Linked DNA regions of Astyanax mexicanus: region 1 is linked to region 2. A link is a contact called in public Hi-C data. All regions are on one chromosome and are shown on one strand. Each heading gives the region's core, a stretch centred on a gene start, on an enhancer-like site or on the middle of the called end of the contact. The rest is flanking DNA. Distances are from core to core; before and after follow the strand shown.

The links. Hi-C and Micro-C count contacts between places; a contact is called where the count stands out from the background.
Region 1: a contact with region 2 is called in a Hi-C map of muscle, with 8 times the contacts expected there. The contact joins the promoter of rgmd here to the enhancer-like site in region 2. A contact is called at or near these places in 2 of 3 Hi-C or Micro-C datasets (both in muscle).

Annotation. Positions count from the first base shown.
Region 1 is chr16:24,365,902-24,371,770 of AstMex3_surface, forward strand. rgmd (RGM domain family, member D) reads right to left here and starts at 3,665. Exons shown (of 10, transcript XM_022669800.2): 1 at 3,579-3,665.
Region 2 is chr16:24,307,629-24,313,263 of AstMex3_surface, forward strand. It overlaps rgmd (RGM domain family, member D), which reads right to left. Exons shown (of 10, transcript XM_022669800.2): 9 at 5,033-5,544; 10 at 2,062-3,676. The coding sequence ends at 2,972. LOC125782168 (a long non-coding RNA gene) reads right to left here and starts at 206. Exons shown (of 6, transcript XR_007424718.1): 1 at 18-206. Within about 2 kb of position 3,588, the one cell type or tissue checked has an H3K27ac peak away from gene starts, as active enhancers do.

The DNA of each region.
Region 1 (5,869 bases), core at 2,415-4,914, 58 kb after region 2:
GTTCATCTGCTTCTTAAAAGCATATTTTCTGTTTTCTACTCTAGATTCTAAGTTTTTTTCCCTAGATTTATCTCTCCAATGCATGAATCATTTGAGTGGATTTGTTTTGAACAGTGCACTGAGCTAGTAATTAAGAACCCTACTGAATAAAAAACGACACCAAGCTCGCAGTAAGTGCAGCTATTTGTTCGTGGATGACAGTGAGACAATATGGGAAACAGCTTTGTGTGCGAGTCAGAGAGGATGCATGAATAAATGCATGAATGCAGTGGGTCAAGGGCCACGAAAACAAGATGTGAATAGGATACCAGATTGGCGAATCCCGTGCAATTACTTTTCGCTCTGTCATCTTCATCTGCTTTGAAATTCGTCTTTTAAAGCAATCGCTCCCAGATGGCACATCTTAGATGTAATCGCTTCCATTTCGGCTGCTCTTTGCATCTGTGTGTGCGTGAGGTGCCATCTTCACTCCAGGACAAAACAGGCCAATTTTACAGACATCAGTTGGGCAGCAGTGCTTGGAAGTTGTTGCAAGACAATTCCGTGCAATAAATGAAAATGTTCACTCTGTTCACTAAATAATCATTCGCTCCTGTCCTTTTGCTCAATGTGAAGGCCACTGGTGGGCAGTGGGTGGACAGGAGGTGGAGAGAGATGCTGTTGAAAACAGTTTAACGAACACAGTGATATACAAAAAAACATTACAAGAAACTGTTACACTGTTAAGCATGGTGGTGGTTGCATCATGATCTTTTGGTCTTCATCACAAGTTGCTGGATGGATCAAAGATGTTTTGGGACTAAGCTAGATGGTGGTGAACACAATTGGGTGCACCAGCAGGACAATGACCCCAAACACACATCAAAGGTGGGTGTGGAATGGATGAAGCAGGCTTTCATTAGGCTTTTGGAACGGTCTTCCCAATGTCCTGACCTTAACCTTACTGAAAGTATGTGGGCTGCTCTTAAAGTCGGGTCCGTTTTTGTAAAAACAAAACTGTAAATCATACTGAACAAACTCTAAAACCTAAAAGAGTGCGAATGAAATGAAGGCCACCAATACATTTAATCTATTCTAACAAACTCATCCTAAGCAGTTTTATCCTGTGAGATTTTGCACAATGTTGACATGTATTCACTTCCTATACCTGTGTACTGCCCAAAGGTGAATCAACTGTGTTGATTCAGGATTGTGCTTTTCAGGCTAAATTAAAAATCTTCACTTTAAATGGTTCTTGAAATTATGTCACAGAGTACATGTAGTAGTATACAGCTCTCGAAAAAAATAAGAGACCACTTAAAAATGATGAGTTTCTTTAATTTTACCAAATTGAAAATCTTTGTAGTATATATTCAAGAGGTAGATGGATGATCACAAGGCATCAAACTAAGCTGAACTGCTTGAATTTTTGCACCAGGAGTGGAATACAGTTATTTAAAAGCAGTGTGTAAGACCGGTGGAGGAGAACATGCCAAGATGCATGAAAACTGTGATTAAACACCAGGGTTATTCCACCAAATATTAAATTCTGACCTCTTAAAACTTTATGAATATAAACTTGTTTTCTTTGCATTATTTGAGCTCTGAAAGCTCAAATAATTTCAATAATTTCATATTCATATAATTCATATATTTCATATAATTTCAAATTCATGCAGTTCAGCATCTTTTTTCGTTATTTTAGCCATTTGGAATTTTGTAGAAATGCTGTCCGTAGTTTATAGAATAAAACAACAATGTTCATTTTACTCAAACATATCTACTTATAAATAGCAAAATCAGAGAAACTGAAGTGGTCTCTTAATTGTTTTCCAGAGCTGTACATGTTCATCATAGATATTCACTACAATATCACCATAATAGTAGTGTAGTACATAAATGTAATACTGTAGTAATTTAATTACATTCAATTTCAAAAACGTTACAGACATCCTACCTTTCTTACAGATTGTGCGGCTCTGCTGCATATTGATTATTTTGATTATTGATAATGCAATACAAAAATATATAAGGTAAGAGGGAAGGATACTGAAGAAAAAAAAATATATATATATGTTTGTTGGAGGTCACATGGGGGACTTATGGGGGTCATGTCATCTTCCTGAAATGAGATGTGTATAGATCACAAACATCAAGACACCTCATCCCACAGGTACTGGGTGGATGCTACTGCTAGCAGTACTTCACTAGCTGATATGTTGTGATCTATGGCTGATGTGCAGCTGATGCAGAGCATTCCACTCAGTCTGGATGAATGATAAGGAACTATCATCTTTTGTGTTTTGCGATTTTTTGATTAAGCTATGAGGCTAATGTACAGTATCTTCAAGTAGTACTTGTTTTGGCTACGATAACTCTTTCAGGTCTAATTGATCAACCATAAATTATGCCGGTTCCCACCTTATAGTTTATGTCCTGCAAGTTCAAATCCATCATTACAGTCAGGGTCATCCAGTTGTCTCTGCAGGCCTAGCCAAGGCTGCCATAATAATGTGCCACTGGATCTGCAGCTATCGTGAAAGTGTCAGTTTGTGATCTTTATCACCAGACTTTGGACAGCGGGACTGATCGTGAAGCAGATTTGGGGGTCAGGAGGAATCTTCAGACAGAGAGGAGGGTGCGAGTCTCTCCGAGGGTTTAACCCCTGTCGCCCTCCGCCTTCTCCACTCTTTTATTCAGCACACTGATTTATGGGCACACGCAGGGGAGGAAAAACAACCGTGTCACTGCCGGCCCTTTGATAAATGACTCAAACCAGCAGTGTCTCACACTTGCCTCGGTCTGTCTGGCAAGAACACACTTCAACACATTTGGGTTAGACAGGATTCGTGGGAAATTTTGTATGCATTTGTTGTGTAGTGAATGTAAATTTCTATATCTCAAATATAGCGTGTAGCTTATAGACTTAATCAGAGAAGTATCTCAAACTGCTAGAATATTTCAAAAAATTAAACAGAAAAGAATGTCTGATTCAGAAATGTCTAAGCATGTTCATTTAATCCCTCAATACTTGGTTTGGGGGTAATTTCCCCTTTACTCTTGAGAAGAACCCATAGACTCTTAGGGTTCTTAGGGTTCAGGTCCAGTGAATTGGCTGGCCAATCAAGCACAGTTTCAACACTGTGTGCAGGTATCCTCAGTAAGCCTGTCAGCAGATGCAATCAGGAATTCCTCTTAATCTTCTTGTAAATGTTTTTGTTGACTTTGGACTAGATAAATCACAGTGAACCAACACCAGCAGATATCACCCCAAACCATCTCAGACTACATAAACTTCACACTGGACCCCAGACACCTTGAATTATGTACCTTTCTACTGTTTTTGCAGACTCTAAGTGCTTAAAAAGATAAGACACTTCTGACATTGTCTTTTGAAACCAGCCTCAATCAATTCATTGTAAGCCTCTGTTCTTAAATCGACTGGACAATTTTTGTAAATTCTTGACAATCATCTCAAGGTTATGGTTATCCCTGTTGCTCGTTCTACTTTTCCTATCACATTTTCTCCTTCCAGTTAACTTTCTATTAATATGGCTTGATACAGCCATCCTTCTCAACAATGATCTCCTGTGGCTTACCTTCTTTATAAGACGTGTTGATGATCGTCTTCTGGACAACTGTCAAGTCTGTGAAGAAGTTTTTCCCATGACTGTAGCTGCAATGTGCTGAAACAGACCAAGACATATGCAGTGTTAATTCTGAATAGAAAGTAATTAACTCAAATTTGATAGTAAATATTCTGATAATTGAAGATACTGGATATCTAATGTATACGCCATATTGATAAAATGTTAAACAAAAATGAAAACAAAAAATATCATGGAATAATGTATTATACAGTCAATTGTTATATTTATTTATTTTGTTGTTGTTACATATCTTGTGCATTCTCATGTGTGTTTCTTGTGGAGCTCCACCAAAGTTCCATAATGCAGTAGCAGTGATCCCTCTTATAATGTCAGTGGAGCATTTACAGGAGTTTGACATTTTACATTACTTTAAAGTAAATGTGCTAAATAATCTTGCTTTACCACTTTGCAAATAAGTTATTAGTTTATTGGCTTATTAGCATAAAATACTTTTTAGTCAAATTAGTAAAAAGTATTTTAATAGCTTCACCAAACATTACACCAGACCAAACATGCCATGACTGATGAGGTAAGCATTGCTTCTGTAACATAGCGGCTAAATGACAGTCACACAAACGGCTCAAAACAACATGCAATACAGTGCACACGGTGCACACCGAACCAAAACAATGGTGCTGTACTAAAGGAAGCTTCCCTTCTCTCTCTGCCCAGAACTTTTTCCCTGGTGCTGTTGCCCCACCCCTGGTTCTACCCCTAACCCCGGGCAAGCCTCTTCTCCTCCTCTCCGAACGAACATTCTTTGGAAAGTCATTTTATATCACTCTTTGAACGTGCACTGAACTGTAAAACCACCCCATTGGAAACAAAATAAAGGGATTGTGGAGGAGAGGGTAGAAGAGCAGGGAGGGGAGATGTGTGTGTGAGTGTGTGTGTGTGTGTGTGTGTTGGGATGGTGGTGGTGGTGGTGATGATGGGATGGGGGGTGGGGATGGTGGGGCTGAAGGAGGAGATTTATAATTCTTTGCAGGCCTTTGGTATTAACCCAAACACCATCACTGTCAGCGGCTCGGCGAGGGAGGTGCGAGGGGCAAACATTCAGTGTTAATTGGCACTTTGTAAGCGCTGAGCCTTCTTTTTGTGAGAGGTGGAGGGGAGGAGAGACACAGGGTGAAAGCAAGAGAGAGAGAAAGAGGGGGAGAGACAGAGAGACACACTGAAAGAGAGAGAGAGAGAGAGAGAGAGAGAGAGCTCTTGTTCTTGTTGGGCCTTGTTGAGGGTATTTACGGTTCACTTCTTATCCTTTGTTAATTGGTCTTTCACTCGTCTATGGAGGAGAGAGAGAAAGAAAAAGAGAGAAAGAAGAATTCATCCAACCCCCAACCGCCACCCATGCACCATACACTCTTAAAAATGAAGGCATTCTCTACAGCAATGCTATTCAAGAACCATCGATTGCAAAGATTAAAGAACCTTTCAAATGAATGTTTTTTTAAAGACCCCATGTCCTGCATTTTTCATGTATATTATTTATTACCCATGAAATCCACTTTTGATATTTGTCTGGGTTTCTGTATGAAAATCGTCATAATTTGTTTCCTATATGACAATTTCCCAACCCCCTGTTATTCTTTAGCATTAATCAATGAAACAGAATGTTTTCGTTACTACACAGACATGCCAAAATTCATGAGACGGCAGTGTTTAAATTGAGCATGAAATGTTTCTTCAAGAGATGGCTTCGAAATAAATGCCCACACCTGTAAAAAACTGTGAAGTAAAAATTGTGTTATCTTGTTGAGTTAGGTAAAACACTGACAATTTTACCTGTTCAACATCCAGAGATCACATCCACATTTATTCACATCAACATTCACAGAAGGCCCTTAAGCATATCCCTCAGGCCAATACATCATGCTTTAGCTTCCATCAGACATGGCATAAGTCATGGAACATGATAGTTGTTCCAGTTCTACGACTTTTGGCATGTCAGTGTAGGTAGCCTAAATTACTATTGAAAAGAAAGCCAGACTTAAACACATGAAAATAATACAAAAACATAAAAATCATGACAACCATTTTTAGAGCTTTAATTTAAGTTGAATTTAAAATTAAGTTGGGTTGAATTTAAGTTTGTTAAAAACACCTGTAAACTGAATCTGTAGAGAACTGAAGTGGTTCTCATATAGCATCACTATGTTTAAGAGTAGATGCAAGTGTGTGTGGCACTACTTTACCTCCAAATGTAGAGCAAAGCAACTTAAATAGGTGAGATACTAAGA
Region 2 (5,635 bases), core at 2,338-4,837:
TTAAAACATTGTCCTACCTCCAAACTACGAACGAGCCGCGTCTCTCCGTCTCTTCTTTTCCGTCAAATATCTTCAGGCTTTTTCGACGCCATGTCCAAACACAGGTCCAACTACAGGTGCTTCCACACCTGAGAATGAAGCATAATCAAACAGACCGCGCGGAGGAGGGGTCACGTGGGCCGCACAATTTCTTACTTTTGTGTAGTTTATATTTAATGACAAGCTTTACATACCCATATTTTAAATATATCGTTATTATGATTACAATTATCATATTTTTTCACAAGCATTTTAAAATGTCGAAAGCTACCTCTGAAAAGCTGTACTGTGTCACGTGCCAGACGTTTCCAGTAGGGGATACGATAGTATTAGAATTATATCTTATACAGCTCTGGAAAAAAATAAGAGACCACTTCAGTTTCTGAATCAGTTTATCTGATTTTGCTATTTATAGGTAAATATTTAAGTGAAACGAACATTGTTGTTTTATTCTATAAACTACGGACATTTCTCCCAAATTCTCTATAAAATTTATCATTTAAAGCATTTATATGCAGAAAATGAGAAATTACTGAAATACCAAAAAAGATGCTTTCAGACCTTAAATAATGCAAAGAAAACAAGTTCATATTCATAAAGTTTTAAAAGTTCATAAATCAACATTTGGTGGGATAACCCTGTTTTTTAATAACAGTTTTCAATCAACTTGATGTTCTCCTCCACCAGTCTTACACACTGATTTTGGATAACTTTATGCCACTCCTGGTGCAATATATATTTATATTCTTATTACACACAGAGTGATCTATTTTAAGCATTTATTTATTTTATTGTTGATGATTTAAAAAATCTGTCTCAGAAAATTTGAATATTATAGAAGACCAAATGGTACTTTTGACAGTGTGGGAAGTGTCAGGTCCTGCTGGAAAATGATTTAGGCTAATTGTATTAGTTTCTAAACCTATACCGGGGTGTCTACTTTCTCTGTAAGTTTTAAAAAAGTATATAAATGCATATATCAACATCACACACACACATATATATATATATATATATATATATATATATATATATTTCATCAGCAGATGAATATATCACTGTACACCCATGCCACTTGATCAGAGAATCATGTAACTCACAGTCTGACATAATTTATTTAACAATAAATGTTCCCCATTGCCATTTTTCATTTGACTTAAGCAATATTTTAAGGTTTCCACCCCATCATAGCATAAACATTTTTTTGATATTTGATGGATAAAAAACAGCTTTATTCTGGTTGGACCGTCTAAGAAACAAAATAAGTTTTTTTAGAACAAAGAACAAATTCTCCCAGGCTCCCCGAAGAACCTTTTTAGGATTAAGAAAGCTCTCTGTTCAGAATGTATAATTTTCAGACAGGTGAATGTAAATAAATTGCTGCATGATATTCTCTATTTATTTTATATTGTTTTGTTCATCAGTCAATCCTGCATTATATCTGATTGGTTTAAGTTGCTTTTCCTTTTACACTAAGTTTATCATGGAAAAACATGACTAATGCAGTGTGTTTTGTACCTTTATCATACCTTGTCCAGTAGAAATGACAGCTCTAATGAGAAATTCCAAGCACAGAGACCATATTGATGCATTCCTAAATGTGAAAGAACCTCGGGTTTCTCCTATTATGCCTCTCCCTTGCCCTTATTTTCACTCTCAAAGGACAACATGTGAATTAAGGGAATCTCCCCTTGGCAACTGTTCCAGATGTTTAAACTTTTTTTTATTGTCCCCACAGTGGTTTGTGGTATACCTAATCATTTATGTATTTATTTACTCATTACCTGCTTGGGTAGGTAAACAACCATCTGTCTCCTGATTTGATTTCCCATGATTCATTTGCAGTAACAATTATTGTCCTTGGGCAAGGGCCAGAGGTGATTATGTCAGACAGTCTCAAATGCGTCGAAAAAAACGTAAACTTGGGAGCACAGTACAGCAGGCCATCAAGCCACATTATTTATACATAAGGCAACAAACCTACACATAAAAACTTCAGAAGAAGGCAGTAAAACAGCAAGATAGGTCGCAATATTTTGTTTTAATTAGGAAAAGAAGAGGGGTTACATATTAGTTACTTCTTACACAGTTTACAAAAATCTAAGTAAAACAGCTGCAAAACATGTCACATTTAAAATCATCTATACACAGAAGAATGTACACATTATACAACACATATATACACTCTTTCAATATATTATTATATAAAGAATTTGTTTCTTAACCTTAAACATTAATGCTGTAAGCAGAGCAGCTTGAAGAATTAGTGTTTTTTTTTTTTTTCATACAATACCTGTAGCTTTCTTTACGGAAATTCTGAACCCAGATCCAGACGTATGGATAGGTAGTATTTTCGATCAGTTGTTGGATCCCATTACATTAACTTTTCATTTGCTTTAAAAGGGTGGAGTGTAAGTGCCAAGTTTGATGTAGGAAGAATGAAACACTGTCTGTACATACCAGTCCATGACAGGGTAGTGTCCATGTCCATACTTCATTAACATTTAATCTCCCTGCAGTCTGATATTAGTGTGTATCATTTTGAAAGTTAAAATAGTATGTGTATTAAAAAGACACTGTCCTGCCAACTTGATAATGACGTTCAAGAACCTATTCTGATTAGCTGCCCTTAGCATTTGCAGACCGTAACGTACCCTTCAGATATATCTGTATTATTATATTGCAACACAATTCCACTCTGGAAAGATCACACATATAGTGTTAAGTGGCAATACAGATCACAGCCTTGTGAGTTCATATTTTTTGCTCTTGCAGTCTCTCGGGGTTCGATGGGGTTGTTCAAGCATAAAAAAATTGTTTGAATGCTTCTTCTAAAACTCAAACCATCCATAACAATTTAGAAAAAAAAAACAACAGAAGATCAAGTCTTGCAATCCAACCTTTCAAGCTCATGCCAGATAATCTGGTCACTTCAGCAAAAGAGAAACACCAAGATCAGAGCAACAAAAAGGGATGACGAAGCTGTGGTGGCTCCATTATAAATGTGTGGAGTCCGTGGTGAGCTTTGCTTGAGAGTGCTGGGTGGAAGTGCCTTCAGATCCTCCAAGGCCCCGTACGCAGCCATGGAGAACTCCAGATCTCCTGTGGTGAGGATGTCAAAGACGCAAGACTGGAAGTAAACGTCCTCCACCTGCAGAGTCTCTCTACACTTGGTGGTGGCACGTTCTAGCATATCTTTTTGAGCGGATAAACCTGGTTTCAGTTCTCCTCCACCACCATCCTCTTCCTCCGGTTCGTACCAGGAACCCAGGAGTCGCGGCGGACGCAGACCATGCTGTCGAGTGAGCACATGGGCCTTGATTACTTCACTGCGGGGACAGCCATGCAGGCACAGCTGCAATCCACCATTCTCCTCCGCCAGCTCTTCCGGGATGCGGATGGCGAAGGTTAGGTAGCGTCCCACCTGCCGCACAATGATTGACGCACCAAGGTAGCGGGCCTGGATCATCACCTGCCGTCCACCAGTGCTCCTGCTACCATCCTCCACGATATACAGGCTGCCACCCTTCCCGCCACTGCGTGTGCCATCCTGAAAGGCTGATGGCAAGTCCTCTGTGGTGGCCTGGTACACCTTTTGTTCAGTGCAGTCGTGGTACGATTTGAATATGACCGTTATCTGTGGACAAGACAAATGGGACTGGTGAGTAACAGTGAAAGCAGTCAATCACGTTTTTACACTTTGAACCCCAGGCTTAATATTCATTAACTGTCCTTAAGACTTAACTTCAGTAACCGTTGTGAAGATTACACAAGAAGTTATGTAATTGTACAAGACATTTAAATAATAAAATCACCAATCTAATGACTGCATTCAGCTACTTTAACTTTCACCCAAGCAAAATGATACTGATACCCAGCAATGCATTAACATCTAATAGAAAGCTTCCCCTGAAGAGCAAAGACAGTTGTTAAAAAAAAATGAGCAGGTATCGTAATACTTTAGTCCAAATAGTCCATATTTGTCTACAAATCAAAGCTTGACTTTGTGGTGTGAAGTACCATCTCACACCACAGTGTGGCAGCAGGAGAACAGAAAACAGCACACATGACAGGAGAATAACAGTATCTAACAACAAACTGGCAACTAACAAGAATTTTTATTCTCTTCAAGGCAGATACTACTTTTTTCCCCATTTTTCATCATATAAGGATTATCAGAAATGAATGTCAATAGAGAAACATAAATAAATAAAAATGTACATCATTCTGGACTGCTGTGTAACTATGGCTACTGATAGAACATTTCCAAATTACTGTCATCTACAGACACTTCATATCTTTGATATGTCATATTGAGATCAGTGACCTAAGGCACTTTCTCAAAAGTTTCTCCAAAAAAAACAAAAAAAAAAAAAACAAAAAAAAAACAAACCTGTAACAATCCTTGCAAAAGTACCAACTGTCCAACTGTATCAAACCATAACTGACTGCATTTGTGTAATTTCTTATAAATGCTTTCAATACAAAATACATTTACATAGGTCTGACTAGGAGCTTTAACATTTGGGAGAAACAAAGCAATACTTTTTATTAATTTCCAATTTTTTGTTTTTACTTTTGTAGAATAGCACCCTCCTGTGTCGTCTAAGCACCATTAATGAAATTATTTTACAGTGGAACGTGAAAACGATAACTGAGGTTTAAATGTGTTTTACTGAGGAACTGAGAGCAGCACATTCTACATAGTAAGATCATATCAGATTGGTATTGACCAATACTCAGTATTAATGTACTGTGACCAAAAAAGAAACAGATAGAAAGAAAGCCCTGTTCTGCTGACCTCATGAACTGACAGTTAAGGTAAAGTAAAAAATAATCTGCATGAACTCCACACCTGTCTAGTTGCAAGTGTTATTTTCTTAGACAGAAAGAAATGCTTGAGAAAGAAATGTTTCATTTATGTGAATTTTTTAAATAAAACTGATTGCGTCTATATATTTATTTATTTTTAAACTATGTACTGATTGCTTACCTTATTTGTCGCTGTTGCACTTGATCCTTCCACAACCGGTACATTTGTGACCTGTACTGACAGGTAGCGATTATGAATGAGGGGCCAAGCGCCCTCAACTCTGCATGTTTGGAACTCATCTCTGAATGTCCGCAAATGGGGATCCCCAAATAATCCACAGTGGCCATATTTCTTCTGCTGTGCCGCAGGGCCAGAGGCAAGAGCTCGGCTCTCGTAGTCACAAACGTCCACAACGGCTGGCCTGGAAGTGCTGGGGGCTTTGGCCGAAGACGTGGGGCCGTCGCTGGAGCAGTTGTGCTGGGCAAAGAGCTCCTTAATGCGGAACACAGCAGAGTGGTAGACCAGGTCTCCTCTGCAGCCTCGGGCTGTACGTCTGGTGCACAGGGAATAGGCTCTCAAGGCAATGCAATGGTCCACGTCTGTGAGGACCTCTTCCTGAAGGCCACCGGATGGAGAGAAAGAGGCCACATACTCTGCATTACACCTCTGGATCCGACATGTCTGACAGTACACTATGAGGAACAGAGAAAGAGGGTAAAGTTAAGTTGGCCAAAATCACAAGTGATGAATAGAAATGTTCTAACCATATCTAAAAGATAAATA